Regions from separate parts of the Triticum aestivum genome. Here region 2 is linked to region 1. Evidence: chromatin contacts called from public Hi-C data. All regions are on one chromosome and are shown on one strand. Each heading gives the region's core, a stretch centred on a gene start, on an enhancer-like site or on the middle of the called end of the contact. The rest is flanking DNA. Distances are from core to core; before and after follow the strand shown. Region 1 holds the start of LOC123086754 (chlorophyll a-b binding protein CP26, chloroplastic). Region 2 holds the start of LOC123086761 (DNA-(apurinic or apyrimidinic site) endonuclease).

The links. Hi-C and Micro-C count contacts between places; a contact is called where the count stands out from the background.
Region 2: a Hi-C map of leaf shows a contact between it and region 1, with 8 times the contacts expected there. The contact joins the promoter of LOC123086761 here to the promoter of LOC123086754 in region 1. A contact is called at or near these places in 2 of 5 Hi-C or Micro-C datasets (both in leaf).

The regions. Positions count from the first base shown.
Region 1 is chr4A:534,272,987-534,279,810 of IWGSC CS RefSeq v2.1, reverse strand. It overlaps LOC123086754 (chlorophyll a-b binding protein CP26, chloroplastic), which reads left to right and starts at 2,625. Exons shown (of 6, transcript XM_044508544.1): 1 at 2,625-2,930; 2 at 3,043-3,127; 3 at 3,335-3,385; 4 at 3,507-3,627; 5 at 3,724-3,858; 6 at 3,942-4,372. The coding sequence starts at 2,723. The coding sequence ends at 4,202. It overlaps LOC123086755 (protein TRIGALACTOSYLDIACYLGLYCEROL 5, chloroplastic), which reads left to right. Exons shown (of 3, transcript XM_044508545.1): 2 at 1-123; 3 at 1,928-2,235. The coding sequence ends at 2,018.
Region 2 is chr4A:534,883,303-534,889,763 of IWGSC CS RefSeq v2.1, reverse strand. It overlaps LOC123086761 (DNA-(apurinic or apyrimidinic site) endonuclease), which reads left to right and starts at 3,872. Exons shown (of 9, transcript XM_044508554.1): 1 at 3,872-4,224; 2 at 5,511-5,603; 3 at 6,052-6,196. The coding sequence starts at 3,970. It also overlaps the pseudogene LOC123086762.

The DNA of each region.
Region 1 (6,824 bases), core at 1,376-3,875:
TGGAGCTGGCTGCGGTATAGGATTTGGTTTTGGTTATGGCTTGGGCAAAGGAATTGCTCGTGATGAAAAGAAAAGACATTCAAACGTTGGTAAAATATTCCAGGAAACTCCAAATCTGCCTAAGTAAGTACTGTATGGGCATGAAATATTTAGAGGGATTTGTGCAACAGACATTCCTATACGTGCTATGCCTTGTTGCCTAACCTTGTAATATCTATTATCTTTGAAGTTTTTACTCTAGTTACAGTTGGTCATGTAAGTGAATTTGGAAGAAGAGCAATCTGGAGGGTAAAGTGGAATTATACCAACTGGCTTGAAACAAACACTCCCAGTAGTTGCTAAAAGAACAACAGAAAATTGACTTGTGTATCTTTTTTTTATTGATGTTGTTTGAACTTAAAATACGTAGCTTACCAAATGAGATTGGAGAAAGAACCTTAAACAAGCTTTGCTTATGCTTTGAAATGAAAAGATATCTTCAAGCATTCCCACATAATAGTTATCCAAACTGGGGTGATTGGCAGTTTGACTGGAATACCCCAGAACAAGAGCTTTACTCAGTATTGCAGTGTGAAAGACAAAAGGAAGAAAATGAACAGAGTGGTCAATTCCATGCCAGAGCCAAATCTATTTTAACTTAAGCTCCATCCTGGCCCACATTTGGCATTACAATATGACCTTATAGTTATATTATTTTACCGTAACATATTAGCACCTAAGAGTGTTCAAGTATGGATTGATCCCAACACGTCCAAAACCGGCTGTGAAGCCATAGTTCATTTTCCTTCTTTCCATGTGATGTCAGCAGTGGTGCCATTTCGAAAATTTATATGCGATGGTTCACTAATGACTGGTTGAACTGAGACCATTTTTGAACACCCCTATTAGCACTACTTGTTTCGTCCAGACTCATAAACTATACACATATTATAGGCATGCAACACTTGATTACTTGAACGCCTAAAATGAAGTGGAAATATTTAGCGATAAGTGCAAACCATGGAAAACCACACCAATTTTTTTGTGTTCCTCACTAAACATTGTAAAATGGCATTTCTATGGGAACTAATGCTAACTTAATGATTGTGTCGTGTCTTGCTGAAAACGATCCCGAAAGGCCGAAACGGTGCAAATTGCCTGGAGGAATCTAATCACACAACCTAATCCCTGAAGCCTGAACCCACGAGCTTTTAGAGGACCAGTGCAGATTCTTCACAATCTCATTCTCTATCAGGATGGTAACAGGTGCAACAGTGGGATATTTGAAGTGACATCCAAGTATCTCGTGTACGCATAATGTAACTATGCCCACAAAAACAAACAAAAATAGCATCTCATTCGTGACTTCTGACATAAACTACAATATCAAACTGTGCTATTACTCTATTTCTGACAGCATGAGGGTTTTGAATAAATAGACCTGGTAGGATGTTACAGAAAACAGATTTGTTAGTATTAATTTCAGAATTTGAGCTATTTCAGCACTAATTGTTTGAGATTCTGTTTTATATGAACAAAAACTGCATTTTTTCTCGTATTAGACATAACTTAATCAGTTTTGTTTTGTCATGGTTAAAAATCAAGTTGAGGCCCCAACACTACTCATTCCTCTCTCAGTTAATGCACATGTGTTTTACTGCACTAATATGCCAACATTTCTGAAAATTGTAGTCTAAAATAGAACATAATTTGATTTGATGTTTACTTTGAAATCTTGAAGATCTGTGCAAGTTCTCTGTTTGGGATGAGAAGGAAACTAAGTATTATATCACCCTCGCATAACTTAATCTTTGTTTCTCATGGTTGAAATTCGTCAAGTTGCTACCTTATGGCATTTGCCACACCCGGAAGATAACTTCAATTTGCATGCAAAAGAATGTGTATTGTTCCATGGTTGCTCACCCTTTCCTCCTCTTCTCTATTCCAGGGACACCATTGCCGGTTTGTTTGACGAGTTGGTTGTAAACACCAAAAAGCTTGCCACCGCAACTTCAAAACAGATTGAAAAATGGCACTGAGCTGCACCACCAGATGGCTGCTGCTATTTGCTATCTTAGATGGTGATTAGTTGGATAGAGACTACCGTGTCACATTAATATCCCATTTTGAACATTTGTAAGTAGGTTTGTATTCAAGTAGGGTTCTGACATTATGCTATAGGGATTGTTTGAAATTCTGGAAATGTTGAACATTGTGGTAGTTAAGAAAGAAAATTCAAACCGATGAAGATTTTTATGATCGTTGTACATGTCGGCTTATGTTCTGTTACTGGTTTTGCTCATCTCATCTGCTAAAACTTGAGCCTGATTTGGTGCTGTCAAATTGTGATGGAACTCTCGGGGGTGTGTGTGGTCTGGAACTCTTGTCTTGGTTCTCTCCATCTCTCATTGGATATCTGTCCCTATCTGTTATGTTTGGACCAATTGGTATCTCATGGCTCCTGATAAACGAGATAGCAAGCGGCCCTAATGGTGCCACATCAGCACCCTCATCTGCCAAGTCAGCACATACCGCCCAATCAGGCCCAAGCAACAGATAGCCCTCCTGAATACTGAGCCAATCACAGCCCCCTTGGCCTATCCTTGATGGGCCCACAACATCCTCCAATCCTCATTTCCAACCATTTAAACTACCCCACATTTCCCTCCACAACCACCCATCACATCCTCCCTTCTTGCTGAGCTGAGCACGCCCCTTCTCCCTCAACTTTGGGCTCGAGGCAATGGCGGCGCTCGCTCCGACGAAGATGCTCGGCACCCGGCTCAACTTCGCCGGCTCCTCCAGGTACGCCACAGCGGCACCAACTGCTGGCGCACAGAAGATCGTCTCCCTCTTTGATCGCTTCAAGAAGAAGCCCGCCCCGAAGCCGAAGCCCGCCCCCGTGGCCACCTCGAGCGTGGGCATCGACGACGAGCTCGCCAAGTGGTACGGTGAGTACAAAGAAATCTGACGGGCTCTCAGCTGAGATTTCACTCTTATCAGATAACTTGTTCAGTTCTGAATATTCGTGTGTGTCTAAATCTGTCTTCTATTTTGTTTCAGGTCCTGACAGGAGGATCTACTTGCCCAACGGTCTCCTTGACCGGTCGGAGGTGCCGGAGTACCTCAACGGAGAGGTTCCCGGAGAGTAAGTCATAGGCCTCAACTCCATTTACTCTACACACCATACACATCAGTCATGCTTTGTCATAGCTCTGCAAGAGCAAAGCACAATACTGTTTCCTTTAGCAGCATGGAGTACATCACAAGTTCTCACATAACTGAAATGCTCATGTATGTAAGCATAAGTGATATCCATCTGAACTAATTGCTTGCTTTCCCTTTGGAGTTGCAGCTACGGCTATGATCCTTTTGGCCTGGGCAAGAAGCCAGAGGACTTCGCCAAGTAAGTACAGACAGTAGTAATCTGCATTTTGCAAGTATAGACTAATCTGTGAAGTGTTCTGTCAAATTTCAGAACATATTCTCTCGACTAAGCGATCCTGCTCTACACCTCAATGCTGCAGGTACCAGGCCTTTGAGCTCATCCATGCCAGGTGGGCCATGCTCGGCGCCGCCGGATTCATCATCCCCGAGGCGCTCAACAAGTTCGGCGCAAACTGCGGTCCCGAGGCAGTTTGGTTCAAGGTAATTGCTGAATGCAGATCGTCATTTCTCACGGCTTCAGATTCAGAACTTTGGAAGTTTGAGCTCACGGTGCCATAAACAACATACATCCTGCAGACCGGCGCCCTGCTCCTTGACGGGAACACCCTCAACTACTTCGGCAACAGCATCCCCATCAACCTCATCCTCGCCGTCGTCGCCGAGGTCGTCCTCGTCGGAGGCGCCGAGTACTACAGGATCACCAACGGGCTGGTCAGTATCCTGAAACATAGATATGCGTTGCCGCAGCCAGGCGTCCTTGTAGTGACCAACGGTTTGGTCAACTTCTCCGGCAGGAATTTGACGACAAGCTCCACCCCGGTGGCCCATTCGACCCGCTCGGCCTCGCCACCGACCCCGACCAGGCGGCGCTGCTCAAGGTGAAGGAGATCAAGAACGGGCGGCTGGCCATGTTCTCCATGCTGGGCTTCTTCATCCAGGCCTACGTCACCGGCGAGGGCCCCTTCGAGAACCTGTGCGCGCACCTCAGCGACCCCTTCGGCAACAACCTGCTCACCGTCATCTCCGGCGCCGCCGAGAGGGTGCCCAGCCTGTGAGCTGGCCGTTTATTGCCCGTCCGCCGCCGTCGGTTGCTGATGATCAGCTGCGTGCGCGCGATGCAGCAGCATGTGCTGTGTGAATTTTACCGGGAAAAGTTTGAGAGTACGAATGTGCCGTACGTGTAAATTATCAAGGGCAGAAGAAACATGACCGTTCTGATTTCTGATGGGAGTATCGGACCACTGCTACTTGAGTAATTTCTGAAATGGTTTTCATCATCGTTAAAAACCAGATTGACTCTTTTTGAAACTTGATTGGTTAAGTCCTTGCATATATATAGTGAACCCGTTATCGATTAGTACATTGTATGCATAGATTACAAATATATTATTGCCGAATCTGAAGTGCTGGAATTATACCAAAATCTTACAGACTCTAGGCTATGTTCTTCACATATAGCAAAATTTCTATGTCAATAGTAATTTAAAAAACTTTTGTATATCACAAGAATATAAAGACAACATGTATGTATCATATAGACCGAAGTTGCAAATGCATATTGAATCCAATATTTGACATACCAAAAAAGAACTCAAAAATACTTCTTTGAATGGTATTTTCTAAAATACCATTGACAACAAATTCAAATTTGCTACTATTGAGATCAAATGCGCGTATTTTTAGTTTCTCCATTTTTGGATTAAAGTTTGATCCAAAAAGTTAGATGGGACAGGGTAAATGCATGCAGTCGTGATTGAAGATGAATACATTGGAAGTTTTCATGCAAAGAAAAAGAAAATGCATGCAGTATCAGTGCTTCCTAATTTTATTAAAGTTTTTCATGATTAATAGAGGTGCTACTAAAGTTCATGCATGGGCCCTCTAACACACTTGTATGTAAGGTGTCTTGCTTCTACCACCAATGGCCCATGCAAATAATATCTTACGGTGAGTTTGGTCCATGGTGCACATTGACCATGTTTACAATGCAATGGGCCAAGCTGACTTGGCCCATCAGAAGGCCCAAATCATCCATTGCCCTTTGATCATTTTTTCCTTTACTAAGGTTATTACATGTTTTCTTCTTCTTTTCATTTTTTAATACAGTGCAGACGCGGACGCTCATACATACGCACGTACACTCACCTTTACAAACGCACATACTCACACACATGCTGCATTCAAATAGTACATTTAGGGCAGTTTCATTATTTCTTGTTTTTTGCGGGGGTAGGACAGTTTTATTCAGAAGGCCGATTGCTCCGAGCATCCAACAGCCGAGGAGCCAGGCAGGCAACCAGCACGTAGCACCACCCTCTCCTAGTCTCCTGCAACGCCTGCAACACACGTTCTCTGCACTTGCCCACGACATGCAGCAGGCAGCAGCAGCAGCTGATCATCCCATCTCATCTCATCTCATCTCCTCGCCACGCTAAGCCAGCGCCCAGTGCGCAATAACTTGAGGATCAAAACATCCTCCTGGACTCTCTCTGGATTGCACAAACCACCACTTATTGGGGCTGGTGTTGCGCAAAACACCTACTATACGGGTTTGTTGCGGAAAACACCGCATATTGGTGTAATACATTGCAGATAGGTCTAATCTAGTATTTGGATGCATTGACATAATTACTGACAAATGGGTCCCGCTCGTAAGTGCACATGTGGCAATAAAACCGGCCACATCAGCCAACATATTAGACTGTCATTATCTCCAAAACCTGTGGTCCAGTTGAGCCGAAACTTTCCTAGATTAGTATTGAATATATGTAGTATTTACTGAAATTATTTCACATTTTTCTGAAAATGTCAAAAAAATTCACACTTTTCTAAAATTGTTAACTTTTGAACCCAAATTTAAATGAAGCAAGTTCGGCATGAGATCACCAACACAAAAACATGGTAGATATTGTTCCCATTAGATTTTAGCATCAAGTAGCTGGCATGAAAGTTGGATAAAGGATAATAATCAGATATGTTGCTGAAACAAAATTTATACCGACACAAGGGACAAGGCCTTAAACACATGTCAAAATCAAGCGCAGAACCTAAGTAATAACAACACAAACGTCCCAAAAAATAGGATCCTAAACAAAAATACATCGATCAACGGCAAAATTTATCCCCAAAAATGTAAGGGTTTCATGAGGGAGAAGAAGACCTAGGAAGGTAGGGGAGAAGACGAGCATAGCTCAGGTGAGAGGGGGGTGCTTACCCGACGATTGGGTAACGGCTCCATCACCACTGATGGGATGGTCGCCGCCGCCTGCTGTTCCTATGCGGAAACTCTGTGCTAGGTCGTTCCTCTCTGCTCCGAAAATATATTTTAGAGCACCTACACCTAGGCCCCTCTTATCTAGCCATCCATTCTTCGTATCAAGATCCGTGCAAGTACATTTCTCTTTTTTGTTTCTATCACATAGAACATGTCTTCAAGTTAAAACCTTTGCAGAACAGTAAAGTCTTCAAGTTAAAACCTTTGCAGAACAGTAAAGCTTTCTAGCTAAAATCTAGGATAGTTTTTTTAGATTTTTCCGCCCAACATAAATATAAAAAATAAGTTTTATTTGATTAATATATATATATTTTAGTATTTATGTTGGACGAAAAATTCTGAAATTTTTATCTCACATTATAGTTAGTAAGTTTTGCTGCGCTGCAAAGTTTGAAGTTCAAAA
Region 2 (6,461 bases), core at 2,623-5,122, 610 kb before region 1:
TTAAAATTTAGAAAAATTGGAGACTCATGTAGCCAAACTGAGATGCCAACAAATAACCCCTACATTTAAAAGACTTGAAGCAGTATGTGCATCAACGCAGCTGAAAGGATCATCCAAAAGATATATATATCTGCATCATGATACAATGCGCGAGCTAATTGGACACGTTGCTTCTGTCCTCCACTAAGATTAACTCCTCTTTCCCCAATTTGAGTACGGTCACCAAAAGGCAAGCTTTCAAGGTCATACACCAAAGAACACCGCCGGAGAGTCTCTTCATATCTTTGCTTGTCCATGTTAGACCCAAAAAGTATGTTCTGCAAAGTTCCTGTTTGAATCCATGCATCCTGAGAAACATATGCTATTTTCCCACAAACATGACTCTGCAATTATGTTCAGCAATGAAATTAGTACTCGAAAAAAAGTGTAACAGTCCACGCGCACCAATAATATTTAGTAATTTGTGCTTAAATTGAAATCCAAATTTGGACCTCTGTTTTGCTGTCTTGCAAAATATCATATGCAGGTTTACTAAACATGTTAAGAGACATTACTTTAAAAATATATTAATTGAAGATATCTATGACATAAACAGTAAGTACATGCACAACAAAAAATTAACTTTTCTCCAACCTGTCTTCTCCCACTTAGTGGAATAGGAGGGTGGTGCAACTGTTTGTTGATTGCACTAACCAAGCTAATAACACAGTCATTGTTATAACTAAGCACTATGCATAATGCACATTTCTCATGAAAAAATAATTCCAACTAATTATAGATCAGGTACTAGAGGTTCAAGAGTTATAATAGGAAAGACATGCTGACAACCAGAAAAGCAAACAAAAAGTGACCACAAAGCGACTAGTAGGCAAAGTAAGGGAAGGGAACAACCAATCCCTTAGCTCTAGCCCTTTGCTAGAGTTGACACTCAGCTCTAATCGCCTCGAAAAGCTTGTTGAATGTCATAGGAGTTGATCCACCAATCTTTAGGGAAGCATTGCCTGTGGGGTGGGTGCGAAATTAGGAGACGAGCCCAAGAAAAAAACACTACTCCGGTACTGCATCGCACCAATAGGTGATCAATATTTCTCTCATGATCGTTGCACAGTGGCCAGTTGGCGTTATGATAGAGTCCACAGCTGGCTAAGTGATCAACCATCCAGACGCATTTGCAAATCACAAGTAAAACGAAAAATTTCCAACATAAAGGGGACCTTTGCAGGATCAACTCGGAAGGTTTCAAGGCCAGCGAGGCTGCGATGCATGCGAGATAAGCAAAGCAGGTGGAGTAAGAACCTGAGGATTCCGAGAACCACGACAGAGAAGCCATTTAACCACCTCAATTCCTATAGTAAATGTTGTCCCAATCCCCGACGAAGATTCTTGTGGCAGCATTGAACATGGCACACTCATGCTCTGAATAAGGGATTGGAAAATGACACTAAGGAGCAGTGTGTTGCAGCCACAACCTGCGAGGACAAAAAGTTTGATGCCCATAATTTGATCCAATACTATAGACAGAACAAAATGTTATAACCTCACTCTTTAGATTACAAAAGGTAGTTTTGTTAGTATAACCCAAACACATTTACTGTAAGCTAGATTCATAGCTGCAACACAGTAGAGTAAGTAGTACACTACATGCTAACCATGTGACAATACTAAATGGATAATAAGTTGATGGTAGAAAGGGAGGTTCCAGAATAACATACATCATTATTATGATCATTGGTTAGCAAAGTAAATTAAACACAAAGCAGCAAAAATATACCATTCCTTCTGTCCTTGGGACCTCTCCCAGAATAGCTGCCAAAAGAGTGGATTTTCCTGAGCCAACCTCGCCACAGATTGCTACCTTCGTTCCTGCTTTCACCTCCAAATTAATATTCCTCGGATTTGGATTTCCTGAGCTGTCCCATGAGAAACAGCCAGATTTGAATACTATAGGATACTGACTACACACACAATGCTCCATCGAAATTTGATCCTTTGGCAGCTCAGATTCACCAAGAAAACTGCTTATCCGAGAGAATGCAACCCTTGCTTGAATTACAGAGCCAATAACGTTTGGAATATGATTGATAGGGTCCTGAACAAGGCGCAGTGCAGCTACAAAGGTGAATACATTGCTAGGATTAAGTGGGACTCCCAGAAAATAGCATGCGATAAATGTTGCCGCTGAAACAAGTGCAGGTGATGCCCAGAAGACAACACTAGTATATGCTTTTCCTAGTTGGAATGCTGACAACCATTTTAGCTCCAACTCCCTAAGATGTTCTATAACACTCTTGAAGTGGGCCTCCCATGCATAAAGCTTCAGGACCTTCATGTTCACAAGAGACTCAGACATAGCTTTCAACCTCATGTCTTGAGCTTCCATGAGTTTCTTCTGGAAATCTTGCTGTTGCCTGGCCAGAGGGGCATTCAGTAGAACAGTAAGCATTATAACAAGAACAGATGCTATTGTTGCAGGACCAACTGCATCGTATAGTACTGCCAAGGCAATGCCAAGTTGGAAGCCGGTAGTCCATGTCCGATGGAACCAGAAAGGAAACTCCCCAACCCTGTACGCATCTACTATGAGATAGTTCATTATCTCTCCAGAAGAATGTTTTATACTGGCAAAGCATGATAATTTCTGTTGCTTTCGGTAAATAGAAGCTGACAAGAGTGACCGCACTTGGATTCCCACCCTCCGTGTTTGAAAATACCACTGTCTCTGGGCTAATGACTCCAAGCATTTAGACAGAAGAAGTCCAAGTGCTATAACAACACCTTCATGCTTGAAAGCTTCTTTTCCTGAGGATACATTGATAAATTCCTTTACGAGCAACGGACCAGAAGATAGAGTGAGTACCTTGAGCAATGCGAAGAACCCAGAAAACAGAATGTCCCTTTTGTAGCATGAAACAATTACCCAGAAAAGAGATGATTGCTTAGCATTGATTTTGTCCACAAACATTGAGTACTGAGTGCCTGCTTGATCTGCAACATCCAACGCAGGTATGTCTTTCTCTTCAAGAGGCTTTCTGTAACCCTTCTTCATCAAGGGATTCATCCACCAGAATGACATCCTGCTGAAAAATCCAGCAACCGAGAAAGGAGACGCCGATCTCTCAGAATCAAATTCATCCTGAATAGTGTCATTGTTTAGCAAGTTGTGCAAACCAGTTGCTTTGCAAGCTGCGTCAACACATTTTATTAGAAAAATGTAAACCAAAATGGTACATAGTGTTTCAGACTTTCAGTAACTAAATGAGAGGAAGAAGAGGTTTGGCTTTGACCCGAAGAGGCAGAAATCCAAGCAACGTTAGGGTTCCTTACCGAAACATGAAGAAATCTTCCGAGTCCGCACGCCAGTCCAGTGGAGGAAAGGTGGACAGACCTGGAGGCGGCGTGCCTCAGTGGAAGCAAGCCTGCAGGCGTGTTTGGCGGCGTGGGCAAAGGTGAGGCGAGGAGGGCTTTTTGGGTACTGGTGGCAGCGAATCCCTGGCACGAAGTGGGAAGCCGCCGGGAGAACAAGGGTGCCGCCACCCGGCTGCCGGCACCTTGCCGGGGGAGCGGGGCAGCACGCTCGGCATGTCATGGGGACGGGGGACGGGTTTGAGGTCTACCTGGGGCACGATATGATAGAATTAGGGCGCGCGCTGTCCGCTGTGTATGGATGTCCTGATTTGCATGCCGTCCGAGGTGCTCCGCGGCAGCGCCGGCGCGGTGGGGGTCGAGCCGTCGAGGAAGGACCGGCGAGAAGAACGGAGAGTGTCGCGGAGGCGGCTGTGCATCGTGCACGGTTTGTTGCTGGGCTTCTTGGGCTGAGATGCTGCTGGGCTTCTTGGGCCTTACCTACGATAGATATCGGAAGGCGCCCTTTATCGGCAAAAAAAAAAGTATTTTGCCCGTCGTTACTTCACTTCCGGTGTTCCCTCCCCTGCTGGCGGCTGCCGGGGAGCGCAGCCGCACCAGCCAGCCATGAAGCGCTTCTTCCAGCCCGTACTCAAGGACGGATCCCCCGCCAAGAAGAGGCCCGCCGGAGCCGCGATCTCTGACTGCGTTGATGGCCGCGCCCCCACCGCGGCCGACGCCGGCGGGGACGGCCCTCCCGGCGAGGAGCCACGCAGGTTCATCACGTGGAACGCCAACAGCCTTCTGCTCCGGATGAAGAGCGACTGGCCCGCGTTCTGTCAGTTCGTCGCCCGCCTCGACCCCGACGTCATCTGCGTCCAGGTGAGCCAAGGCAAAGAGCGTTTCATTCAGCACCCTTTCTGTGTGTCCGGATTTGCTTGCTACCCTAGATTTGGTTTTAGCCTGCAATGCGAGTGCTGTGCCGAGGGATTTTTAGGCGAGTGTGCTGCAATGTGGCATGCAGGAGCTGCCGTTGCTCGCAGGCATTTCATCTAGCACATTGGGGCGAGTACATCTTAGTTGTCCTTTTGTGCAAGATTAATCCAATTCTGGTAATCTAGGGTTTGACCCATCTGATTGATCTAGGGTTTAATCCAATTCCAGCGTGCTGCATCCCTTGCGAGATTGATGGTGCCAGTTGTCTTAGCTGACTAGCTGGTGACTGATTATGCCGACCGACGATTCCTGCTGTGCATTTTTCTGGTTGTTTGGCATGCTGTGCTATATTTGCTCATAATACATCAAGGCTATGTACCACTGAGAGTAGAGAGCATGCAGTGTTGATGGTTGTAAAGGCTAGGGTGGTGTTTGCAGAGGTTGTGTTGAGCATTTTATGAAACAGACTGAATGCTATGAAAATATTCTTAAATCAGTGAACTGATATCTACTTGCCTGTTTCTTGTTATCAACTTATCCTGGATTAATGTTGGCAACATTGCGGAAAGAAAATGTGAAAAACTTGTTTTTGGTCTATCTGTTACTTATGTCAGTCCTAGTGTTCCAATTCCAGTTATTTGGTTGCTCAATTAGCCACTATCTGCTGCTACAACAAGTTCTCGTACCTATACCATGTGCTGATTTGCAGCAATAGTACAGTTACAACAAAATATAGGCCATACGATGAAGTAATTCTCAAGCTGAATCATTATTTGAGAAAACTTATGTCCTTCTACATTATTCTGATGTCTGGATATGGTGGATCGATTAACCCTAGCCTCTTTTTGAAATTGCAGCTCAATAGTTGAAATCCAAATCCGCCTTGGGTTCTTGTTTTAGTGCAGTAGAGTAGAACTGGGTTTATAACAAACCCCACTTTTGGGTTGTAAAAATGACAGGCCAAGGTCTTTATTTCCGTTCAATTCCAATACCTTTAGTTGTTATGAGTTATGACAACTTAGCAGCCTAATAATATTATTATTTGTCCTTTTGGGTGTTTAGTTGCCCTAGCCACAAATTGTTGTTTTGTTTTGTACTCTTAATCAGTAATCGCAACTATTATGCTGTTCTCGGGTTAGGTTCTCTACTTTATTTTTTAGTTTAACAATCTAAGCATATTATGTATGTATCAGTGAGTAGGATCTTTGCTGAACTTCTTTGCCACTTGCCAGGAAGTGCGGATGCCAGCAGCTGGTTCCAAAGGGGCACCTAAAAATCCTAGTGAGCTAAAAGACGACACAACGTCGTCACGCGAAGAAAAACAGGTAATACTAAGGGAGTAGCCCTGTACCCTGTAGTTATGGAAAGTGGATCCCTTATGTCAGATCCATTGGTTCTGGCTGAAATTAGATTTCCGCATTATGGATAAGATGTGTAGTTCCTTGAAATGGCTTTGTAAAAACTCTGTTTTTGTGATACATGTGTAGTCTATTGAAAATGCTTCTTAAAAGGGTGATTTCTGATAGTTTTGCAAGAGTATATCTATTTTTTGAAAAAATTACTCTAGATTGTGTAAAATTGGACTTTGATTTGTATCAGTTGCATCCTGAAGCATTGCTGTGTTGTGGTGACTGTGTATTTAGCAGGAAACAATTATGAATAAATTTCAACTTAGTTTCCATCTGTTTTCTCTTTTCAGCGTAGGTTGTTACAGCAGTTGCATTAGTTGTGCTTAACTAAGTAATTCTACAATTACTTCTTGATGTCATGCAGACAGTGCTGCGTGCTTTGTCGAGCTCACCTTTCAAAGACTACCGTGTGTGGTGGTCCCTTTCAGATTCAAAATATGCAGGCACAGCTGTGTTTATGAAGAAGAAGTTTGAACCAAAGAAAGTGTCATTCAACTTGGATAGAACATGTAAGTTTGGTTTGGAGAGGTTGAGTAGCTGTCTCCCCTGTTACACTATATTTTGAAATGTCGCATGCTCTACTCTAGTGGGACATTCTGTTCGGCATGTTATATTTTTGTGATTATGTCATTGGATTTAATTTGGTAAGGGTGGTAAGTGTTAGGAAATATGTAACTTGTATTTCCATGTGGCCATAGGCCAGTATATATACACGTACATGTGCAGTACAATATGCAGAAAACCCCTTATAGAACAGGGAAATACAAAGGGGTA